Regions from separate parts of the Mus musculus genome. Here region 2 is linked to region 1. A link is a contact called in public HiChIP or PLAC-seq data. All regions are on one chromosome and are shown on one strand. Each heading gives the region's core, a stretch centred on a gene start, on an enhancer-like site or on the middle of the called end of the contact. The rest is flanking DNA. Distances are from core to core; before and after follow the strand shown. Region 1 overlaps Gm34441 (a long non-coding RNA gene). Region 2 holds the start of Neurod6 (neurogenic differentiation 6).

Region 1 (4,436 bases), core at 467-2,966:
CGGTTTTGTGTTCAATTTTAAAGATGCCATATCATTATGTGGTTTTACTTTTCAAAATTGTGTTATTGGGAGACTGAAAATGTTTGTCTGATGATGAGCGAGTCCTTCTACCTGTGAGCCACTAACCCTCTCCAAGGCAGAGACAATATTTTAAGAAGCAAGTGTCATAGCACTTAACTCTATGCAGCTGCCAAACTGCTGGGCTGGTGATCAAACTTAGGGGATAGGTATGAGTTTTGTCAGAAGGAATCTCTGGAAATTTGGTAAAAAAAAAAAAAAAAAAAAAAAAAAAACCAACCCAAACCAAAAAACCATAAAAAAAAAAACAAAAAAAAAAAAAACAGCTGAATTAATTTACAGCCTAACGGCATTTGATCATAATTTCTCTTGGATGTGGTTTCTTGTTGGTAAAATATAGAAAAAAATCGCATGTAACGTCTTAGAGCACATGGAAAGTACATTCTCATGAAATGTACATGATTATATAGTTAAATATTTATGGGAACTTTTCATTTTTTCTTTTGCCATTCAGCCTGCTTTCAAAACATTCAAATATATTTGGCTTTTGTAACTTTGTTAATTAAACCTAAAACAGATGGAATTATAGAAATCTCAGGGTTTAAAATATCATCTTAATTGGTTTACAATCTATGTGACATGGAGTGCCACTCATAGTGTATAAAACAGATACTTTGGCTCCAAAGATGTGGCATGCCAATTAATTTTTCTTCTACTCTTTCAATTAAATTTTGTTCCTTTCATTATGATGTCCTCTTTCCTTTAGCTGGCTCCAAGAGTGTGATCTGCCTTAGCTGTGAGATGAGATGAAGCTTGGTAGCCGGAAGTCACATGGGTGAGCTTCTTTCTGAAAGAAGTTTGGGAGGATGTGAATCTGCTGTTCTAAGGAGAACAAAGGGTGCGAGCACAGCTTTGAAGCAGCACATGAGGTCACCTTGGCCCCAGCTGAGGCTAGCCCCTCTGACAGTGATTGTCTAACACACACAGGTCACCTTGGCCCCAGCTGAGGCTAGCCCCTCTGACAGTGATTGTCTAACACACACAGGTCACTTTGGCCCCAGCTGAGGCTAGCCCCTCTGACAGTGATTGTCTAACACACACAGGTGACCTTGGCTGCAGCTGAGGCTAGCCCTTCTGACAGCGATTGTCTAACACATACAGGCAATCCCAGCCCTTCTGCTTTTCTGGAATGGTATTGATTTCAAATACTCTTTCTCAAGACTCCACTAAGAACATTAATCTGTATCAGGCCTGTGTTCTGTTGCATCTGAACTGGCCCAGTAGTGGTGACTAGATATTGGTCTGGGGAGGTTTGAACAGGATATTTCATGTGTATCTAGGAGCCTTAAGATCAGGCATTTGGTCAGAATCTCCCAGTCTACTATTGATTATGATTGTGAGGCCCACAGCGAAGGCCTCCATTAAGTAAACCCACTTTCTCCAGCAAAGGGATGGTCATTAAAAAAATATCACCCTACAATTTTTTTTTTTTTTTGCTAACAAAATTAAACCCGACTGTTTGTTTCAAATATCTCAATTTGCCATTTAGATGTGATTTTAAACCCACCATTCCCCCCCCCATGTTGCCATGGTAACAGGTTTGGGCCCTCATGGGTGACAGAAAACCACCATAGTACCAGTTCTTGTTTGAACACACATGTTCACTGGCTTTCCTTCTGCCTTGAGGCAGGAGGAGCGGCAAGCCTGGAATCACCGCCTCCACAGCAAGGTAGATCCCAGCATCAAATAGCACTCAGAGCTGGGAAATCGCCCACAGCAGGGACAGATTACCTCTTACAGTCACTACAGAGAACATTCACATTCGAGCTTTAATGATCCCAGATAGAGCCCTTCTCCTCCCCACCAATGTGACATTTTGCAGACATTTTATATATCAAGGAAATATTTAATTGAAACGTGTTTCTGAGAGTGCCTACCGAGCTGGCTCCAGGCATCTTCCAACATGGCAGGGGTCAATTAAAAGAACCAATTGAGTGTTTTTTGACAACTTTAAAATATTTTTATAAAACAAGGCGGGGGAAGGAAGTGGACAAAAGTAAGGTGGAATCGCACGGAGCGTGACTAATGGCGCTCGCATGTTAAAGTCATGGGGAAAATGTCCTTGGAAGACAAATGAATTTTCAGCAGAATAATTAACTTAATTAACAAATTTGCATGCATATTCATCAGGCTATTGAAGTCTTTCCAGCCCAGCTTGATGAGCGTTGGTGTAATAATTGTCTCATTTACATTCTGCAATCTACTACAATTTAGGGCATGCAAAAAAGCCGACCTCTTCCCTTTGACTTTCTTTAGGACCCACGCAGTCCTAGAATCTTAGCCTTTGCCCACTCAGGAGCCTTCAGCTCAGGCCTTTGGAGAGAACCCCCAGAGATTTCACCATGACTTCCCATCCCCCACCCCTCCCTGCATCTCCTTTCTTTTCTTTTCTTTCTTTCTTTCTTTCTTTCTTTCTTTTTTTTTTCCCCCCTTTTGGTCCAGGTTTTTTTTTTTTTTTTTTTTTGCCTCTGCTTGCTCTCCTGGGTAAATCTTGGCACCAGTTCTGACTTCAAATCTCTTGGGTCGCCAGACTGCATCATGTAAAAATTGCCATTTCCCTCTATCTCTGCAGGGCAATCTTTAAAGGCAGCAAGGTGTGACGGCCCAGACTGGCAGCTTGGCACGTCGGAGCCCATGGATACCAGCACACGGGAATCTGGACTGTTCTCTCTCTCTCTCTCTCTCTCTCTCTCTCTCTCTCTCTCTCTCTCTCTCTCTCTGACAGCAGTCAGCAATGGGAACAAAAGGAATGGAGGGGGAAAAGCACAAATGTAGTTTTACATATTGTAGGCATATGGCCACAAGACCAGCAGAAATATATTTAATTACCAATTGCACGCATTAAAGAGAAAAACATTGGGGAGGGGGGAGAGAGACTGTAAGCACGGCAATATTATTCCCCTTTAACTTTTCACCTCTGTCTTTTCCTTTCTTCTAGTAATTGAGGATAAAAGGAAATGCGGATTAGAATTATAAAGGCTTATCTGCTGGAATCCCATCCAAGGTAATGGGGGCTTTGGCCTGACATGCTCAACAGTGGTAACATTATCTAAGGAGATGTAATAGACTTCTTTTACTGATTTTACTAATGAAATAGTTTTACAGTGGTATTTTGGGAGGCAAAGGAACCAAATTAGAAATAGACCATTTAGATCATCTTGCTGTGTGTTAAAACTCTATTTCTGATGTGACTAGCACACTAGTTCAGGCCTTGACAATGAACAAATAGTATTTTGAATTTTACATTCTTCTCCTTTGTTATGAAATCATAACAGTTGGCCCCCCCACCCCCGCACAATGGAGGTCCAGAGGTGAATCAGAGAGAGTCCTTGCACTGAGCGAGCACAAGCTTTCTGATCCAAACATGTATGTATATGTAGGATTATAACTGTGGACTATTAATTTATTAAGTGTTCCAAAATTATAAGTAATTAAAGTCAGAATCCTAATTCATGAGCTATCATGGCGCTGTGGCCCCAAGGTTCAGAAACGTGGATCAATCACACCCAAAGTCTGGGGAGCATAGATGTAAAGGGAGAATGGGGAGAAAATGCCGGGTAAGAGGGAGCTCACTGAATGCTTTGCAGAGCAAGGGACTGCTGGCAACCCATTTCCTAGGGTGCGATGAAGAACAGATGTCAAATACAGTGGGAGAGCAGACTGCTCTTGGGAACAGGGAGACCCTTGTGCTTTGGGGAAGAAGAAGGGGCAGAGAGAAGCTCTTACACTCAAGAAAGCAGATGCTAGGATTCTTCCTCCCGGTAGCACTTTCTTCCCAAAGCCCTTTTGGCTGGGGTCTCTAGTCCCCCGGCTGTGGGCTGCTATTGCCCTTGAGAGCAGAGCTGATGGGATTGTATCCAGCTGATCTTCCTTGGAGCCTGTCTCTGGACCGGAAACTTGTGATAGATGCTTTACTTTACGCAACAACTATAGTCCTGAAAAGTTTTTTGTTGTTGTTGTTTTTTTTGTTTTTTTGTTTTTTTGTAAACTTACTATTTTTGGAAAATCAACCTACATAATGAAAGCATTAGGAGGGCTGACTATTTAAAGGAACCCTGTTGTGAGTCTTTTCATACCGTACAAACCATTCCTTAATTAATCTTCCCACCCCACTATTATGCCAGCTCTACCTGGGCCTGCCTTTTAAGAGGCATATGACGATATAGTATCAAATGCATGGGGCTGTAAGTCAGGATTCAGAGCTAGTATGAGGCACTGCAGGTGCTACTGAACTGGGAATGTGCATGAATTTTGGCCCCTTCCATTGTCTACCAAAGGATTGTCCTAGAGGCCTGGGCAGGAACTATGGTTCCAGCATTCACGGTTGTCTTGTCCTTTTGGATTTTCAGCTTTCCATT
Region 2 (3,818 bases), core at 1,142-3,641, 100 kb after region 1:
AAGGGACCTTCAAACTGAGGGCTGGCACACTCAGGGGAGGTACTTTCATAGAAGGATTCATATGCACTGCAGTAATTGTAGGGTTTCATGGACTTGGAATTATCAAGAGTCCCATGCCCTGGGGGAGTGGCCAGCTCAGGGCTGTGGTAGGGTGGGTAGAATGTGGAGTAGGGTGACCTTGTGTGGTGGGCAGCCTCCCCACCCTGACCCATCAGGAAACTTCTGGCGTTGAGCTGTAAGCAGCCTGCCACCAAGTTTGTAGTTGGCTGGGAAAGACCTTTGCATAAGTTTTGGACGAACGTGAGCAGATCCGGTCTCTTGCCAATCCTCAGAATTTCAGAAAGTGCCCAGATGTAATTTTTGGCCAGTCGTAAAGTTTCTATTTTGGACAGTTTTTGGGTTTTAGAGTAACAGGGGACCACTTTTCGCAAATTGTCCAGAGCATCATTGAGGCCGTGCATCCGGTTCCTCTCGCGCGCATTAGCTTCCTGTCTCCTGAACTTGACCCTTTCCAGTCGTAGTTTGGTGGTCTTTTTTTTCCTGAGCCCCCTCCTTCTGGACAAGCCATTCTCATCTTCTTCCTCTCTGTCTTCTTCCTCCTCTTCTTTCTCGGTTTCTTCTCCAGGGGCCCTTTTAATGCTCTTTCCTCGAAGGACAACTTGTTTTGGAAAGCTCTCTGGTTTCTTAATTTGTTTCTGGTCCTCACATTGTCTAGCAAACTTTCTGCACATCTGGGATTCGGGCATTACGACAGACTCGTCAAACGGTAGTGTTAACATGGTTCTTTAACCTTAATTTACCTGAAAAAAAATGCCAGCACAGTATGTAAAGTGTTTTCATTTTTAGCATTGATATACTTCAAAATATATTTGATGACTAAATCGTTAAGACTCCAAGAGCAGAATGAAAAAGACTGATTCCAGGACTCTTATATTAAATAAAAAATTTGAGTTTTCACAGACCAACAATCATAAAGACATTGATCTATGCAGAAGCCTTAATTTATACAGGCAAGTTATTATCAAAAGAAAATATAAAAGAAAATACTTATTAGAGACGATCGCATTTTCTATTTCTCTTGGATTTTAAACTGGATTTTTAATACACATGGAGTGGAGTTAAAGCAAATAAAAGCAGGACACAATAATGCAGACCTTCATTAATTCTAATTCCCCCGAGAACAAAATAGAAAAGAAACCAATGTTTAAAACGAAAAGTGTTCTCTCTCCCTTAAGCTAACAAACGGAGGGGGTTTTGTTAGAAAAAAATATTCCCCAACTTTATTTTCTGTTAACCTCAAACTGGGAATTTAGATAAGTGACTGTAGAACATGCAGATTTAAAGAAAAGATCAATCAGATCAAATTTAAAATTGATTTTTTTTCCTGATGAGTGAAGAACTATGCAAGAGAGTGCTGCCCTCCCAGCCTCGAGGAAAGGAAAGGGGAGTAGAGTCATTCGAAAATAAAACTATAAACAAATGGGAAAAAAACTCACAAACATTACTGGCATTTTTTTTTTAAATCAAAGCAAATGTTGCGACTGCTTTAACATCTAAGAATTCCCTCAATGTAATTGTCTGTTTACTGCTGTTCCGCTCCTAGTGTTTTTGTTCTAAGAGCCACGGAAGTCTCCCTCTAGCTAATATCGGACAGGGACGGTCCACGGATTCTGGCTGCAATTGTGCACGTGTGTTCAGAATCCCAAATGAAAGGGGAAAATAATTTGTGTTTAAAATGCATTTTTTTTTGTTTTTGTTGGGTAAAGCAGCAAATATTTTTCATCTAAAGTCTTCAACCAAATAGGCACATTAAAACAGAGACTTTTAATTTAACAATCTCCAGCCCCTCACTACACATACACACACACACACACACACACACACACACACACACACACACACAAAATATACACATATTTGCAATGTTACATAATAGTAATGAAAGTATGTGATAATTATATCATAAGAATGAAATATGATAAGAACTTATAGATGGCAAAGAACATAGAAATACTCTAAGACAGTGATACTGTATCTTTAAATACTTGCATGCAAAGCCAGCATCAATTGAGTAGATCTTTATTTATATTACCTTAGGTTTTAATTTCATTCAATAATCAGTTTTCATTTTGGATCTTCCAAATCTTTTCAGGCTGAGTGTCGCATCGTCTCCTGGAGCCTCTAGATCTGTGTGTATCTGCACTATCTCATTGATCTCTAAAAAGTGACATTGATGCCAACTGCCAGAGCTGGTACCCATGCCATCTGCTAGTGACGTCACAGGGCAGAGAGAGCCATGTGATCCTCTCTTGGGACCTTCATTCTGCACTGATCATCTGGCATCCCTGTAAGTGGGTACCAGCATTCATGCATCAACACAGGAGGTTAGACTGATAGGGAAAAAATCTGCACCAGCCTTTTACATACAGTAGGTGTGTTTCTCTTCTAGCTGCTCGGGTCTCACTGGCAATCTGTAGAAAGAGCTGTGTTAGTGATGTGTTTCGCCCTGCCAATGGTGCAACTGTTAGGCAGTCGTTAATATTCCATTCATTTGCAAGGTGGGCTTTTGTGTGAGTGAGAGAGGTTTTTGTTGTTTGTGGGGTTGTTGTTTTGCAAGGATCACCAGCTCCTCCTGGTGCATCTGGGTACCAGGGAAGGAGAGCCTTGTGTGGGAACTAGAAGCTGGGGTTGGATACTGAAGGAAACCAAGATTAAGGTCGACAAAGGGGTCAGCAAAGGGCTTCTTATTTCCCTGTTTTGCTTTACGGCATGTAACTTGTGGGTGTGTGCCTGTGTATTTTTCTACTCCCGACTTCTTTGCTTCTCAGGATTTCAGAATAAAAGATCAGTTTATCCATCTGGGGTCTGTGAAAGACATCTTCAAATGCTCCCTTACACTTGCTGCTGTCTTTTCCGCAACTTTTCAGAGGGAGTGTATGCAGACAGAACTGCACACAGACCAATTGTAGAGCTAAAGTGAGTCTTTGGTTAGATTTTGCTCACCGCTGAGCCACTAACTCCTCTCAGTTCCTCTCCCTGATCTCCTGGTGTTTAACCTGCTTGTGCTTTCTCCTTTCAGACACAATAAACAGGAAAACCATCGCTTCAATCTGCTGTTTTTCTCCCCTTGACATGTGGCAGCAGCACATTTTATTTATTCTTTTAAACCAAAGGTTTAATTTCCTTAATTTTTGGAGCTTTCATTATTTTTTTTCTCTGCCCTACTAATTTTATCCTTGCTACATTGTTTTCTCTAGACCCAGATTCACTTAAGTATCTTATTGTTTTAACATCAGTGTTCTGTTCTATTTCTCCTTTTCCCTCGTTCCCCCTCCTGGTGCCTTTTTAACGAAGCAGGGCAGAAGCAGTTAAGCAGAGCTGGCAAAGCCCTTCTAATGAAACAGGATGTAAAGCTAGGGGCCCTCTCTCTCCACTCCTCTCCTCCTCTGAGACATCTCCTTCCCGAACGGACATGGAATTTTAGGCACACCAGAAAATGGCAAAATGTGAACTTTTGAAAAAGTGAAACAAACAAACAAATAAAGACAAGCCGCATTGTTTGACAGTTGCACAATCTCTGGCTCTAATGTGGAAAAGCATGCTCTTGGTCCCAGTATAATTCCTGGCAGCCTGGCATGGTTGAGGTCGTGTTAGCACTTCCCTTATAAATCCCACCTTTGAAAGATTTAGAATTCGGCCGCTTTAATACACTTTGGATTCAACCAAACTGGCACCCAGGTTCAATTCTGCTCCTTTTACCCTACTCAGGTCTATCCCCTTAAAAAAGTTTGCCTGACCTTTCCTGAAAGGTTGTAGAA

What was found. HiChIP or PLAC-seq counts read pairs in DNA pulled down with a chosen protein or histone mark.
Region 2: an H3K4me3 HiChIP or PLAC-seq map of embryonic forebrain shows a contact between it and region 1, with 7 times the contacts expected there. The contact joins the promoter of Neurod6 here to the enhancer-like site in region 1. A contact is called at or near these places in 1 of 39 promoter capture datasets (cranial neural crest), 2 of 484 Hi-C or Micro-C datasets (LSK cells and forebrain neurons), 3 of 115 datasets of contacts at active chromatin or transcription factors (embryonic forebrain, forebrain and neural progenitor cells) and 2 of 9 other capture datasets (liver and pancreatic islet).

What each region holds. Positions count from the first base shown.
Region 1 is chr6:55,577,580-55,582,015 of GRCm38.p6, forward strand. It overlaps Gm34441 (a long non-coding RNA gene), which reads left to right. Exons shown (of 7, transcript XR_869122.1): 2 at 785-853; 3 at 2,651-3,082. Among named protein-coding and RNA genes, the nearest start is that of Gm34441, 43 kb to the left of the region's middle. Within about 2 kb of position 1,717, at least 16 of the 459 cell types and tissues checked have an H3K27ac peak or open chromatin away from gene starts, as enhancers often do. A contact at or near this core is called in embryonic forebrain and forebrain, where this site is marked.
Region 2 is chr6:55,678,872-55,682,689 of GRCm38.p6, forward strand. It overlaps Neurod6 (neurogenic differentiation 6), which reads right to left and starts at 2,392. Exons shown (of 2, transcript NM_009717.2): 1 at 2,093-2,392; 2 at 1-800. The coding sequence starts at 779.